2 separate regions of the Gossypium hirsutum genome follow, and region 2 is linked to region 1. The links are chromatin contacts, called in public Hi-C maps. All regions are on one chromosome and are shown on one strand. Each heading gives the region's core, a stretch centred on a gene start, on an enhancer-like site or on the middle of the called end of the contact. The rest is flanking DNA. Distances are from core to core; before and after follow the strand shown. Region 1 holds the start of LOC107962841 (alpha-aminoadipic semialdehyde synthase). Region 2 has its middle 33 kb from the start of LOC107961652.

Region 1 (3,230 bases), core at 330-2,829:
TTTATATTTTGGTCCAATTTTTTTTATTTTAAAAATGTCTCAGTATATTTTTTTTACAAAACAATCATTTTTCATTTTTTTTTCAGTTAACTCTCTCTTCTACTTTCTTTTTTTCTTTCTTTCTCTTTTTTCCCAAAGTTTCTTTATTTTTTTGTCCTCTATTTCTTACTTTCTTTTAAAAATGTCCCTTACCAAACGATTAATTCACATTACAAAAATGATTTAAATGGAAATTATTTCACTAAACTCACAATATTTAATTTTACAATTTATATAATTTAAAAATTATATTTTAAAGAATATAATTTTACATTTGCAACATTCAAAAATAATTTCACTAAACTTACAATATATAATTTTACACCACGAGCAATTTTCTCAATACTAAAAAAAATGATTTTTGTTCAAGACCGCTAACATTATGTCTTACAAATAAAACATAATTAAATGATTTTGTTCAAGATCTATAGTATTATGTCTTACAAATTGAAAAATATAATTTTTAACTGCAACACGAGCAAATCGTCCGAGCAAGTTTTTCAATGTTATTATCTTGCTTCTCGAATGCCGTTGATAGTAATGATCTCACCCGTGCAGTTCAATTTGGCATTCCTTAAACTTTCAAACATTTCGTTGACCTAGAGAATCCCAAATAATCCACTTGTTGCTGCATAACCAATTTGAACCAATAACTAAATAAATAACTGGCAAAAAAAATAATCATTAATTTTGCAGATGCCGAAGCTCCACCAGATTATCATTAAACAAAACATACCTCAAATTATAAATTTTATTAAATAAACAAAAACACAAATACATTAAAAAAACACCCATCATCTCTTTCCCATTCATCCTCTCCTCTAACATAATATAAAAAAAATTTATTTCAACTTATAGTGATCAAGGGTTATATTTAACTATTTGATCGCACTAGAAAGAATGACTCTATCAAATAAAATATTATTTTTATATTTAAATTTAATTAAATTTTAAAAAAATACAATACATTAATAGCTATATTCTTAATGGTTCTATCAAATAAAATATAGTTTCCTTTTTTACAGTTTTAAATTTAAAAAAAAAAACACATAAGTGCAACAAATAAAATAATATCTTTTAAAATTTAAAAAAATTAAAAAAAACCTGACACATACATCATAGTTTATTTCTGGGGCTTTCCTTGATATTTATATAGATAGTATCGTTATCTTTCGTTCGATGAACTTTGAATATTCATTTCAAATAATTTTATGTACATAATCAAAGTAGTGAATATTTTCGTATTTTATTAAAAATTTTAAGATCATATTAATAATAATAATAATAAGCCGGTAAATGCAAGTCTTAAGGAGACGTGATGAGGTGGAGAAAGGGTAACTTGTCCCAGTGGCAAAAATTGAAACCTAACATTAGACATGATTTAATTATGGGAAGGCATTTGGAACTAGGATATACGTGGCCCCACGTGATTGGAAGTAATAGATATGTAATAACTGAAAAGTGGGACCCATCTTCTCTGTCCCTAGCGTCATATCCTTATCATCACCCCAAAACAAAAAGGGAAGTGATAATCCATCCATGATTCACGAGTAGGATTCCAGATACATGCATTAACATATCATCATTCATTTATTTATACTATATTTTCCTGATAAACTTCCTCCGCTCTGAAGCCTTTAATCCGTATTACGATCTCTTCTTCTATGATTCCCGGAAGCTAGGTGGCAGCTGCCCATCTTTTTTCACAACTAAACTTTTCCTTTCTTTCAACGTAGAGCGGTTCCTCTGTTTCAACGTTACTATTATTATTATTTTTATTATTTTCATTGTTAAACTCAATCAATATGATTTCTGAGTTTCAGACTAATATTTGTTCTAATGACATGTAATTCATACATGTTCATAGTCTCTACTCATCAGTTCAGTGATATATCTTTTTCTTTCCCAGAACTGTTTGATCACCGCTTCAATTTGGGTTCATCTCATCTTTTAATTCTTCATTTACAAGTAAGTTGTATTTTCTTCAATCTCTGTTTCTCTCTCTTACGTGTTTGAATCTTTCCTCAACTTGTGTTTATATAACTTCAAAATCACACTTAATTTGTTCGATTGAATGAGAAATGATCCCAATAAAACAAACTGTCGGCAGTATTTAAATTTCTCAGTGACTGATCTCATTGAGGTATAATTGTTCTGCAGCAATTTGTTTCATTCTTAGTTTGTTTTCTATTTTATTATGGGATCCTCTGTAAGAAACATACTTTGATTAGTATTTTTTGTTCAATCCCATTCTAAAGAAGCCTGTAATAGTTCTAGTTGTTCATTTTTTTTTCTTTTGTTTTCTCTGGTGAAGGTTCAAGATGCTTGGAAATGGAGTTGTTGGGATTCTTTCTGAGTCATCAAATAAATGGGAAAGAAGGGTTCCTCTCACCCCATCACATTGTGCTCGACTTTTACACAGCGGGAGGGAGAAAACAGGTATAGCTCGTATAATAGTGCAGCCATCGACGAAGCGCATCCATCACGATTCCCTCTACGAGGATGTTGGTTGTCACATATCAGATGACTTATCAGAATGTGGTCTTATTTTGGGTATCAAGCAACCAAAGGTGCTAAATGTTCACCTTTCCCTATTGTTTACATTTTACAATCTTTTATGGCCTAACTGGTTGTGCTTTATTGCAGTTAGACATGATTCTTCCTAATAGAGCTTATGCCTTCTTCTCACATACTCACAAAGCTCAGAAGGAGAATATGCCATTATTGGATAAGGTAAGCTTCTTCTGTTGTATCTTTGTATGACACTATGAACTTATTGTATGACTTTGTCTATGGCATGCATGTAGATCCTCGCGGAGAGGGTATCGTTGTATGACTATGAGCTTATTGTTGGGGACAATGGTAAAAGGTTACTTGCATTTGGCAAATATGCTGGCAGAGCAGGAATGATCGATTTATTACGCGGATTGGGACAGCGTATGCTCTATGACTCTTTAATCCTTTTAAAATTTTGGAGATTTTATCATTTGCATACCTTTGTCTATGTGAAGATGCTGAATTGTCATCAAATTTCAGGGTATTTGAGTCTTGGATATTCAACACCATTCCTGTCTCTGGGTGCATCATATATGTATCCTTCCTTGGCTGCTGCAAAGGCTGCAGTGATCACCGTGGGTGAAGAGATAGCTTCTCAGGGACTGCCTTCAGGGATATGTCCTGTAATCTTCGTA
Region 2 (3,182 bases), core at 199-2,698, 190 kb before region 1:
TTGAAACGGTATTAAGATTTAGAGTTTTTTTTTTACAAAAATATTATATATTTTTCAAAATTCTCTTAGAATTTAATATCGACATGCCTAATATCTTTGAAAAGTAAAGGAAAATAATAAAACTAAACTTAATATCCTTAATGTACGTAACGAACAATCGTAGTAAATACATGCTTTGCCTTTTCATTATTTTAAAGTTATTATTTTATCCTTTTACAATATTTTATGTATCATTTTTAATTATTTATACTAAAATCTTAGATATGTTAATATCTTATGTATACTTTATAAATTTATACTTTACATATACTAATATATATATATATATATCAAAATGATGTTGATAAATAAGCTATAAATATATATTTATAAAATTAAATTAAAAAATAGTTATTAACAAAAAGTGAGATGAAGCAACATAAAGCAGTGTCTAGCAGTTGTGATTGTAAATGCATAAAAAATGGAAAAAAAATACATGCAACATGGACAGAGACAAATGAGACAATTCCTTTAGAGACTTTATTCCGATGGAATTTCGAACAAAAAATCATAACAAATTTGATATAGCTTTTAGAAAATTCATACAATAGCGTATATATAAAAGAAATTGCAACTCAAAGGAATAATTAAGCAGCAACAATAATAATTAATAACTCCCCTACTCCATAACTAATTCCTGTTTAATTAATGAAAATTATTATTTGGTATAATTATAATATTGTTAATGTTATGATCTAATCTAAATAATAAATTTGAGCTGGAATTTTTAAAACTAATAAAAAATGGTAAAAATAATTATTCAATTGAAGTTACAATCATATAATTGTTGAGAGATGATCGCTCATCTGGGAGAAATCTTTGAAGTGTCGTCTTCAAAGAGGTTGATCCAATCTCTCAACAACTCCTGGGGACAATACTTTCTATTGTTGAGAGATCACATTGGCATCCCCGACGACGGTTCGAATACTTCTCCAAAAGGAGTTAATCCATCCTCAACAATATTGAATAACCTTTTTGGAAGGGAGTGTAAGATTTTAGCCCAATTATGTATATAGACCTAATTGTGCTAAATTAAAGTACATAGGGATTAAAAGATAATTTCACACACAAAACATGAATTGAATCCATCAACCTAACAATGATGAATCATGTGGATGGACATTGAAGGACGATCAAAAGTGGCTAGATCACATGCAATATCATGCACAGAAAGTTCAGTTAACCAATCAAGTTGCTTTGCTTCCACCCAAAACCTTGTGAAAGGAAGCAAAAAATTAAAGTAAAAAATAAAAAAATAAACATATGTTAACATCAGCAACAGGATTCAAGGTTGCTGAAAATGAGGGCTTTAGATCACAGGGTGAACCAACAACGGGGTCTCTTACGGTTTTCTGGTTTGGTCATTGACACCCATTTCCAGGACACAAGCTATAACTCTTTTTTGTTTCCCTTTGGGAAGGAAAAACAGCGATGTAGAAAAGTGATGAAAACTGGACTATTGGACTGGTTTCAGTGCACTAGTACGTGTGTGTGTATATATACAATCACTTTAAATGTTAGCACCGGCAATTAGACAATGATCAATGTGTACTTTCAACATTTGATGAACGAGAGATGTGGCTGGAGTGATTAAATATAGCCACTTAAGGTAGGCCTTGTAGTAATGAAGATCTGATTAGCTCCATATGCCATATGTTGTTTGAATCGAATTAAGTTGAACAGTTAGATTGGTTGGACTAAACTGATTAGTATAATATTAATTTAAATATAGGAATTGAACTAACCTATAAATGAACCCTTCAAAATTAGTAAATAATCGAAATAAAGAATCGATAGTTAAACTGATTGAATGAATTTTATATTTTTTAAACAAAATTATAAATTTTTAAATAATTAATTTTTTACGGTTAAACTCACAATTGAATTAATGGTTTGATCAATTCCACCATCAGTTCAATTATTTAAATTAACATTATCCATATATATAACTTTAAAAGGATGATTTCCCTTTAAATTTCACGAGTATACATTTACATATAAGATTAATATTTAATGCATTAATAATACAAAATTCTATTCATTACCAATAGAATAGACTTGTCCATGGGTTGGGCCACCTGGTTTGGCCTGAAGATTTTTCTGAAAAGTAGTAGAGTTTGAGAAAAAAATATAAGCCCAAAAAATGAGCTTAAACAAAAAACAAAGCCCATTTTCTAAATGGACTGGGCCTCGAGTAAGTTTTTTTGGCCTGGCTTGAATTTGCAAAAAAAGTTGTTTTGCCACTATTTTTTCATTGGTTTGCTATTATTTCACTATGATGAGAAAGGATTGCATGTAATAGGGATATTATTCATTTCCAATAGTTTTATGTCATATTAATAATTTTATCCTGAATTTCAGGATTTTAATTTGGATTTGACTTTTTTCAGGATGAAAATACTGAAATTCATGATGAAAATTCTGATGTGGGATAAAACTATTAGAAAATGGATACAGATGATGTTGCGTCCCTGTTTCATAGAATCCTTTCCCTCGCTATTATATTGTTACTATTTTATTATTATTGTTTAGATATTGTATAACTCTGGTTTTATTATTAATTTTGCTACTATTTTAGAGATATTTGCTTTGCTAAGCTGCACTTATTTTAGTGTTATTTAAGTATTTTTTTACCTTTTTTTATTTGTTGGGAAACATTTATTTTAATGTTTTTAGTGTATTTGATGTATTACATTTTATTAAATGTATTTTTATATGTAAAATTTAATACGGGCGGATTAAGTCAAGCTCGAGTTTTAACATTTTTATCCGGGTCGAACTTGGATAAAAATTTAAACCTATTTTTTGAACCAAACATAAATTTTTTTTTCGGCCTGACTCGACTGATGAATAATTCTACAATGGAATAAAAATATAGAGAATAGAAGAAATATAAATCCATACATATTATATTCAAAGATGGCAAATAGTGACTTTAATTTTTTGGTGAGAGACCCAATGCTTCCTTCAACCAAGCTTCCTACTATCAACAGCCATCATAATTTTAATTATCAGCCTTCTAAAGTAACATTTAAAGTTCTTAAACAATCTTAATACTTTGGTTTCTTTTCAGAATAGGATCTAATTCCATTCTTTTGTATTTTTTTTTGGTGATTAAGATCCAGAGACAACAATTAAGTTAA

Evidence for each region. A called contact is a pair of places that touch in the nucleus more often than the background predicts.
Region 2: a contact with region 1 is called in a Hi-C map of petal, with 7 times the contacts expected there. The contact joins the enhancer-like site here to the promoter of LOC107962841 in region 1. A contact is called at or near these places in 10 of 34 Hi-C or Micro-C datasets (anther, callus, fibers and 3 more).

The regions. Positions count from the first base shown.
Region 1 is chrA06:24,746,914-24,750,143 of Gossypium_hirsutum_v2.1, reverse strand. LOC107962841 (alpha-aminoadipic semialdehyde synthase) reads left to right here and starts at 1,579. Exons shown (of 26, transcript XM_016899383.2): 1 at 1,579-1,771; 2 at 1,949-2,007; 3 at 2,354-2,609; 4 at 2,686-2,772; 5 at 2,847-2,976; 6 at 3,076-3,230. The coding sequence starts at 2,361.
Region 2 is chrA06:24,934,862-24,938,043 of Gossypium_hirsutum_v2.1, reverse strand. No RefSeq gene overlaps it. Among protein-coding and RNA genes, the nearest start is that of LOC107961652, 33 kb to the left of the region's middle. Within about 2 kb of position 1,448, at least 1 of the 9 cell types and tissues checked has an H3K27ac peak or open chromatin away from gene starts, as enhancers often do.